Linked DNA regions of Anser cygnoides: all the other regions are linked to region 3. Evidence: chromatin contacts called from public Hi-C data. All regions are on one chromosome and are shown on one strand. Each heading gives the region's core, a stretch centred on a gene start, on an enhancer-like site or on the middle of the called end of the contact. The rest is flanking DNA. Distances are from core to core; before and after follow the strand shown.

What was found. Hi-C and Micro-C count contacts between places; a contact is called where the count stands out from the background.
Region 1: a contact with region 3 is called in a Hi-C map of liver, with 4 times the contacts expected there. The contact joins two enhancer-like sites. A contact is called at or near these places in 2 of 7 Hi-C or Micro-C datasets (both in liver).
Region 2: a Hi-C map of liver shows a contact between it and region 3, with 8 times the contacts expected there. The contact joins two enhancer-like sites. A contact is called at or near these places in 2 of 7 Hi-C or Micro-C datasets (both in liver).

The regions. Positions count from the first base shown.
Region 1 is chr2:54,671,989-54,674,802 of Taihu_goose_T2T_genome, reverse strand. No RefSeq gene overlaps it. Among named protein-coding and RNA genes, the nearest start is that of ATXN1, 16 kb to the right of the region's middle. Within about 2 kb of position 1,357, at least 2 of the 3 cell types and tissues checked have open chromatin away from gene starts, as enhancers often do. A contact at or near this core is called in liver, where this site is marked.
Region 2 is chr2:54,714,205-54,717,349 of Taihu_goose_T2T_genome, reverse strand. All of the region lies in intron 3 of LOC125182079 (a long non-coding RNA gene), which reads left to right. Among named protein-coding and RNA genes, the nearest start is that of STMND1, 52 kb to the left of the region's middle. Within about 2 kb of position 1,734, at least 1 of the 3 cell types and tissues checked has open chromatin away from gene starts, as enhancers often do. A contact at or near this core is called in liver, where this site is marked.
Region 3 is chr2:54,460,302-54,463,317 of Taihu_goose_T2T_genome, reverse strand. The region is part of intron 5 of ATXN1 (ataxin 1); the gene reads left to right. Among named protein-coding and RNA genes, the nearest start is that of GMPR, 64 kb to the right of the region's middle. Within about 2 kb of position 1,502, at least 3 of the 3 cell types and tissues checked have open chromatin away from gene starts, as enhancers often do. A contact at or near this core is called in liver, where this site is marked.

The sequences.
Region 1 (2,814 bases), core at 108-2,607, 210 kb before region 3:
GGAAAGTTGATTTATTTCAAGGGATTATGGGAGTCCAGGGATAAAGCTGGCACCCGGCCACAGGGAGAGCCCTTGACCCAGAAGCAGGAACAGTTTTCAAAGCTGTGCATGTACATAACTGAGCAGAACACTTTAATTTAGCGCACAGCATAACCTGAATTCCTTCTCTGAGGGAAGATGAAAGAAACAAATTTTACTTCTTAGTAGGACGTTGGAAGCTCTTTGCCTATTTCACATCTTATTCGGCAGCATTGCAGGAAGCGATTGTTTGTGACAAAAGGCCACTTTCTTTCCTTCTTAACTAGGGAAGTAAATTGAGCTGCCACTCATAAAGCCAACTGGATACAGAATTAATTTGCTTTTCCTGATAGATGAAGCAAGTTAACAGGCCACTGCAGGTTACTCTCTGAATCAACATATGAAACATAATTTCATTGTCTTTGCTCCCCTCTTCCTCCAGGCCTCGAGCTGTAATTATAAAGACTTCAAATCTCCCTAGTGACATCAGCTGGTTAAAAAAATTTGGATCACAGGAATAATGTAACCCAGAGTCTGCTTTCAGCAGCACTGTTCAGACTCCGGAGAAAGTAATTCTATATAAAATACTCTTCTGTAACTATGCTCTATTAATTTTAGTGGTAGTTTTCAGTAAGCTTCACATCGAGATCCAACTAGCCTGTTCCTTAGTTGGAAGGTACAAAGCATAACAGCAACAGAAAAAGTCTTTAAAATGATATTTTGGAGCATTTCACAGAGACCATGTGTTATATCAAACATGCCGTAATAATTACATGTGCTAAAACTTCCTAAGCAGTAATAGGCTTCCAACTCAGCTGCCCTTGAAATCAATCGTAAACTTCAGCCGCATAATTAAGTGCTTTATTCTGCAGCTCTTAGTCCGGCCAAACTTCCGCGGGCATCTGCAGGTATCTGACCTGAATCAAGGACTCTGGGTTTGAGCCCTGTGTTTCCAGACAGTGCGTCTGACTGATAGAGTAAAACCGCAAAATGCCAGATGGTTTCAACATATTACATAGCTCCCTGTATGGGCATCCACCAACAGCGTGTGCCTTCCTGTAAAATTTCACACGCTGAAACAACTTCTTGCAGTGTGGAGAAAACACGGCGTCTGAAAACAAAGATTTAACAGCATCGGCGCTGCTCAGCCTCTTGTCAACTTCTGGTCTGGGAAAAAAAAAAATCAGCTGTTCTAAAATTAGAAGATAATGTAATGCTGGCTAGAATAGGGCATAGTCTGGGCAGGCTTCTTCATTATCAGCTTCCTTGTTGAACTTTAATCCCTGCTTTATGACCCTTTTGCTGTTTTGGGTTTAGCTTGCATCATGGGCGCAAACACCAGTCACGTTCGATTTGCATGGTGAATTTGCCACGTGCATTAAAATGAGACTAACGGGTTCACCTCGCTTGTCAGCTCCAAGGAGCGGGGACTAAGGGACCTTCCTGCCCTGCGGTGTCCCTGGGGGGGGCACAAGCACGTGGCAGCTACGTGGAGGCTCCGCGAATGGATGCCAGGTGGGGGTGCTTGGCAGTTTGGGGGGGCCAGGAAGCAGCCAGGGAAAGGGGTCCTTTCACTGTGTTACCTAAAGCAATCTCACTGCGGTCTCCTAGCAGGCTAGCTGGGCTGCTGGTTTCCTCATAACTTGCACACAAGTACCCTGGTTCTGTAGAGAAATGGGAAAAGGCCACTGAGCCAGCTGCATGCAGCTGGAGAAGCCCCATTCCTCGGTGTACACAGAAACCCTTTTGTCAGGCTCCAGAGGGCAGGTCCTGGCCCTTTGTGTTTCCTGAGCTAAGTATTTCACTGCTGGGAGGTTCTTCAGGCACCTGAGCTGGGTGTGCCCCAAACTAGCCCAGTACTGACAAGGCTACTGGGGCTGGTGCCTGCATCGCCGCTCAGTCGGGCGAGGAGGAAGAAGGTAAATTAGTCTCCCAGAGGAGAGCTGTTCGGTTAGTCCTGCTTCCTTAACACGTACAGTCAAGACCTAGGAAGGGCAACTTCAACTGTCTACATCCCAGTGTAGTCCTCCCTCAGCTTTGTGCCCATTTGCTTGGTGCTGGCACTGGAGTCTTTCCTTGGATCTAGCACCGGGTGCTGCAGGAGATGCGGGCAGTGTAAGCACGTGGGCTAAAACCTGGCTGCCTTTGTCGTGCAGAGGACTTTGAGAGTCCTGCCTCGGGCAGGAACCACCATGCTATGCAGCAGCCGTGTCCAGCGGGTTTGTACCAGGGTTTCTGTGAGGTGCCACCACCTCTCCTGTCCTTCCCTGCTGTGGCTCAGCCCCGCGCCTCACCAGGAGTCAGCGCCGGTGTGAGTGCAGGGCTGCACTGACGCACCAAGCTGTCATCGCAGCAGATGGTGCTGATAGTAGGACTGCATTCTCCTCTCCCTTCCCCTCGTGAATTCAGTGTCCTTAAGTCTAGACCTGCACTCAGTCCAAAAGTAACCAGTGTTTTTTTGCTTATATTAACACATACAAGACCTAATTATGGGCTTATGCCCCAATGCTAGGCGTTGCATAGACCCCCCTGCTCATGTTCTCTGCCTGCCTTCCACCTCTTTTCTGAAGAAGACTTAGGTTTGAAATGCTACAAGTTCTCCAGCTGTTCCTGCAGACCTTGTAACCTAGGGTACTCGCCCAACACACCTTTCTGGAGAACTTTGCATTGGGATTTCATGAAGAGATAGAAAGGACCAAAGGAATGCATCTTGTTTAAAGGTTAAAAAAAAAATCATCTTTGTGTGTTGAATGCCTTCTGCAGCCACGTTACCAGGGACACTCTGTGAGGAAAGCT
Region 2 (3,145 bases), core at 485-2,984, 250 kb before region 3:
CTGTAATCTGAAAATTGTGGTTTTGTTTGTGGACTATTTTACTATAGGCTTGCATTGGCCTATTTATGAAATAAAACCAGAAAAACGTTTGATGTAGGTAAGCCTCTGTACAGCAATGTGGCAGGGTAATGTAATCTGCACCCTCACTGAATTACTGCAAATTTAGTCTGCTAAATTATTATTATTCACCTTCTGTAAAGTAAATGCTGAAAAAGCGTTTTGGGGTGTATCTGCTATTGTGTAGAATAGTTCCGCCATAAATACTACTGAAACTATCTGGTAAAATTAAACTAAGTTCTGCTAAAATCTGTGGGTCTTTACCACTGTATGTTTTACTCTTCTAGTATCACCCTGTGAAACATTGCCACCCCTATGCTGAGCAATGTACAAATTGTGTTGGACATGCTATCCCAGAGTGTAGGGTCAGATCTGGTGAAGATCTGTAGGCACTTCGAGATAGGGGGTATTTGCTGTCATTCTCAAGGGCAAAGCAAAGTGACTGATGGGATTGCCAGGAACACTGGTTACAGCTTCAGCTATCAGAATACCTTTTAAAATCTGTCCCTTATCCAAAATAGACCAGAAAAGCAAAAAGAACTGGAGAAAAATGTCTGCAACCCTGTTTTTTCCCAGAGGGCCTCAAAGGAGAAAGTGACTTTCCCAGAATTAGATAGAGAATCTGAAGCAGTGCTGGACTTTGAACCCAGGTCTCCCAGTATGTTGCCATAAATACAGGACACAGAAACGCTTTTGGACAATGAACAGGAAAATGGGTCAAAAATAAAATTCAAGGTAATTTTCAGGTGTGTATGAGAAAATACTTGCAGATGTGTCCTTTCGTTCATTCCTCTCTGTCAGTACTATGTGTTGCATTTGCAGCTCTGTAATAGCTGAAAGATTTAAATAGCTATATATGATTTATTAATTTATTTAGGTAACTCCCTCTGGTACAATTCATGTAGTTGTGCATTTTTATATTCCAGTAAGTCAGCGAAATGCAATGTGTTGATGCTCAACTCGAATGTAAGCAAATAAACATTGTGTAGAGACCCACTTCTTTTGATTAGGTCACGCTTTAATTAAGTTTTCTGTATGTCTTCGTACCTCTCCCTGGACGTTATGGCCGGCAGCAGGCTTTTAATACTGCCGCGATTTGGCACTGAGACTCCTGGGCCACCGCCAGTCCTTGTGCACAAAGGCTGCGTTGATAGACTTGTGATAAGGACTCAGCAGGAGATAAGGGTTATGCTTTGGCCCAATGGCTCGACCTTGCTCTCGTTGAGCGAGCAGCAAGAGCCTTATTGATCACAAAGAGAGCGGGACGCGTTAATGCCTTTTCATTCTCCAGCGCTGCGTGGAGGCAGATGGGAGGGACTGCTTGTGGTGCTGCTGAGTGCAGTTTGTTGATATACAGGTGCCTGTTCTTGCGAGAATCAGGCCTTCTTTTGGCACGGCAGCTTTATGTATCCATGTTTTGTGTGTGAACGCAATGTTTGTCAGGCACTAGTTTGGCAGTGCTGGAGACAGCAGCTCTCCGTGCACTGGGTGTCTGGCTTGGTGGTGCTGAATCGATGAGCTACGTTGCGATGCGTGCCAGTGTATCAGAAGGCAGGTCTGAGACATTGGTGAGTGTTCACCAAGCCTGTTAATCCTCTCAGGCTGTAGCCACACAGTTGAGTTTGGTATTCTCATCACCTAAATTCCTAAATGTACTTCTGAGGCACATTCCCTTCTAACGCAAGCTGCCCAAACATCTGTGGCGAGACTAAGGAAAACATGGAGAAAAAGACCCGAAGATGAATATTTCAGCAGAAACGTGGGAAGGAATGCAATGTAGCTCACGCAAAACCTTCTGTAGTGTATGCCATAAATTAACACAATATAAATTTATACATATTTACACCACATAGACTAAAATATATAAATCCTCAATACTCAGCCTTCTGTAGTAGGTGTAAGCAAGCAGTCCATATGCTTAGCTGATTTCTGGGGAGCTCTAGGGAACAAAATGTATCTTTGTGGAACTTATGATATTAAGGAGATTATAAACTAGGGTAATCAGTGAGGCTCACAAAATGGGTTGTCTTTTCTGCAGGCTGAAAACAAGCAGCAAATTCCCAATTTGCTATCTAAGGTTCTAACTCAGCCAGGTGCTAAAATACACATGTAACGTTTAAACGCATGAATAGTCCTATTGATGTTGAAGGCCTAAAGATCAATCCATTGCTCGCTGGATTTTCCTGGCTTCAGGCTCTATGAGTCTATTTTCCTCTCGAATTTGTGTACTTTCATTGCAAAATACAAGCTTGTAACATCTCATTAGGTACCAGATGTTTCCTTTTCCACCACTTCACACCAGCTATTCTAAACCAGTAACATGTATCCCTCTTTTGTACAGCTTTGCAGTGAAGAATCTGATCTCTAACATTTGTTCTGTTGCTGCTGTTTTTAAATGAGAGAGAAAAAAATTTGGTATGTGTTTAAAGTATGGGACCTGTAGTCCAAATGTCATGATTCTCTTTCAGCAATACCATATTTTCTAGGGATTAGGGGAATTGCATGATTCATGAGCAATCTCATATGATTTTTGTCTGAAATGCTGGAAAAACTTCTACTTCACAGAGGTGCTAAGAGAGGGAAGGTGAGGGTAACAGGAGAGTAAAATGGAGGAATTGTTTGTAAGCTTTATGACAAACTGTCCTGCCACATGCTGTTTTGCACAGGGACGGTGGGTTTATTTGCACCCTCTGATTTTGGCCACCTGTCACAGGAGGAGTCTAGATAGCCTTTGGAGAGGGAAGGAAGCCCTTCCAAAGCACTGTAGGGTTTTCTGGTGCTATTGTATCAGTACACCCTCTTCTTCACGTCAAGGTCCTAATCCCCCAGCCATTTGCAAATGGCTCCAGAAGTACCTCATCAGGCCCAAACCCACAAGCCACACCACTGAGGTGATGCACCCCAAAGAGACGCTTAATGTGCTTAATCAGCACAGAGGGGTGCAGCCAAGGTTCAGTGGGCACTGAGGTCTTAATGTGTATATGCAAGGACTGTACCTTGCTCTGTGGCTCTACTCCTGGGAGAAACTCCTAGCAAAAATATGAGGAGATAGCAGCAAAAGCTAGAAGAGGCTGGGTTAATGTCAGCC
Region 3 (3,016 bases), core at 253-2,752:
TTCCCTCAACTCTTGCATCGTACTTGCATCGTACAGTTTCAAGGGAATGCCAAGCCATTGGCACCTCACGTTCAGTGATCCGCTAGTTGAGGTTTGCTTATATCAATTGTTCTTTATATTGTCTGGAGGGAGAGGAGGGATGTGCAAAATAGCTCTGCTCACTCTGCAAAAACCTGTAGCAATTTGCTGTGGTGGATTCCCAGAAGCACAATAAGCGCTCGCACCGCAGTGGACAATCTGTCTTCCAGATGCAGCGTTGATCAGGAATCCTTTAGTTTTGGGAGGAGAATTTCAAATTTTATTAGAGGTTTTCATGTGTCTTATTAATGGCGCTCTGCAGTTGGCCCTCCTGGGAAATCTGCCAGGGAAGCGTGAAATCGGTGGGATCGGACAATAAACTCCTACAGCTATTGCTGGCGTGCGCTGGGCTGCACATGGCAGGGCTGATGAAATCCGCAGCGGTTACAACCATGAATAGGTAGCTGGCAGAGGATGGGCCGTGGAGCTGGGGGAAGCTGGCAAATAGATCTGAGAGCCGAATGCAGCTGCAGAGCGCTCTGCAATGTGCCTGCCTTCTAATCCCCGGGAATCTGATCCCGCGGATGCCAAGCTCCCCGGAGAGGAGGGGGAGGTGGGATGCAGTGCCTTCCCCCTCCGCCGATACCCGCTGATGCTGAAGGCACCTGCTCAGCGTGTCACGATAGGATGGGCAGGCGACGCGAGGCAGGAGCGTGAGCCTGATTCCCCCTGGTAACACACCGGGCACAGAGCTGCGTGTCAGATGCGATGCAAAGGATTATTTTTTTTGGTGTACGCTTTGAATATTTCATTGATGTAAACTTGCCAGGCGGGGCAGTGCTGCCTGACAGAGAGGAGACCCAGTTTTTTATCGAGTGTGGGAAATTGCTAGTCATACCTGGAGCTGGAAAGCAAAACCTAAACACTGGTAATAATAGTAAGTGTGCTAGCTGCCGAGTGGCAAACGGCTGCGTGAATTCGTTACCACCTGCAGGGAGCTGAGGGACCGGAGGGGATGGGGGACCAGATTCCTGAAGGTGTTTTAGAGACCTAAAAACCAGCCACGTCGTGGGACTGTGAAAAGCGCCTGACGTCTGAGGGCAGTGACAGTGGGACTGGCCCCAGCCTCTTGGCTCAGGTCTGGGTGGTGGGACGCGGCAGGAGGCTACGGCGTGGAGGGAGGCGCTGGTTTTACCTTCGTTGCTGGTTTTACCTGCGTTGCAGCGAGCTCTGGATAGCTAAGGAGGTCAGCCCTTCAGGCTATAACCTAGCATCCTCTCATGAGTTTTAAATTTGTTAGATGAAATAAACAGAAAAATAGCGTTCTGGGAGACGTAGTGAGTTTTAAAGTGCCTTGCAGAGGCACGCTGGAGCTTTGCATGAAAAATGCACATCCTGAGCTCTAGTGAGCAATCCCTTCGGGACCAGAGCAAACCCAGATGGTGACTCCTCCAAGTGATTATTTTTCTGCCTTAAGCCTTTCCAGGAATTCGAGTGTGGGCAGGCTGCCAGTGGACACTGGCTGTCCAGACACTTTAGCAATGTTCCCTGTGTACGAGCTGCCAGAGATACCAAAGTCCAGCTGCTGTCCCTGATCTCTTTGCCCCCTTTGCCTTCCTAGTCGTAATTACACGTGCACACACGCACGCATGTGCTTGTGTGACACGCGCCTACAAAGCGGGCGCAAAAAAAAATCACCCAGTGTTTGCTGCTGTTCTGAGTATCTTGCAAATCGTGATCGACAGCTCTGCAGTTAAAGAGAAAGGAAATCTCCAGACCTGGAAAAATTACTCAGATCAATAAAAAAGAGCATACAAATAATAAACTGTGCCCCGCACCTCGGAAGGCAGGCGTTCATCTTTCTAGGGCAACCAGCAGAGAGCGGTTTAACCATGCCTCGTACCTCTTGCCTTTGAGACACTCCGGCATGTCTGCCTTGCAGTGCTTCCCGAGCAAAATCAGCCCCGCGTTATCTCTGCTGCGGGAACTTGAATTATGCTGAAAACTTATCATTTTGCTTCTAAGTCTTGGAGCAGAAATAGGCTGGTTTTTGCTGCACATTTACATTTCTGCAAATCCAGTCCGATGTCTGCTGGAGTTCAAAGTCTAACCGTGAAGTACTCGGGCTTGGAAAAGTGGGGCAGTCTTCACCGCTCTACTGCTGTCTGCTCCTCTGTCTCCATTAAGCTTGTTCATTCCTCCTGTGCTCTCCGGGAGATTTTGGGTAGCCCTTTTGTTGCCAGTGATGATGCAGAGAGCCATAAGAAATACCAACAAAAGGAAAAAAAAAAAAAAAGAGAGAAAAAGATTTAGCATGTGGTATTTTTGAGGAATGTTAGCTTTGACTTTGGAGGCTACCCAAAACTCAGCGGTTCAATCCTATGTAGCAGAACAAAACCTTCGCTTCAGCTCCCGCAAAGTGAAACCTCACCAGGTTTCGTATGGCAGCACACCGGTAATTTTCATCTGGGGAAGCCGAGTCCGATCGCCTCGGGCTTTTGGAGCGACGGGGTTTGGGGGAGTCCGCTTTCCCCATTGCACCAGCAGGGACTGGCCCTGCCCAGTCCCGCACACAAGCCCCCTTCCAGCTGCGGTGTGTGATGTGTGGGCACTCGCTGTTTTGGGCCAGCACCCTGCCTCCATCCCACATCCCCGTTTTCCCCTCGCAGCGCCCGTGGCCGGTGCGAGGGAGCGGTGCGAGCACCCCGGCCAGCAGCTGCTGGCTTATCTGCCAGAGCCGACCGCCCAGGGCAGAAGACTACAGTGAGCTAAACTTAACTAAGGATGACTGCGCAAATGTGAGCTCGGCGATTTTATTTTTAGTCGGACTTAAAAATAAAAACCCGTAAGTCATGTGTAAGATAATAATTTTAGCTGTTGCCAAGACACGGCGAGCAACTGTGAGGAGGAGGAGGGGGAAGACCCGTGTGGATCGCAGGGCCCCCCCGGTCTCCTGGCTGCCCTTGCCCGGCGGCGCCGGTGGGTCGGGGCCGTGCTT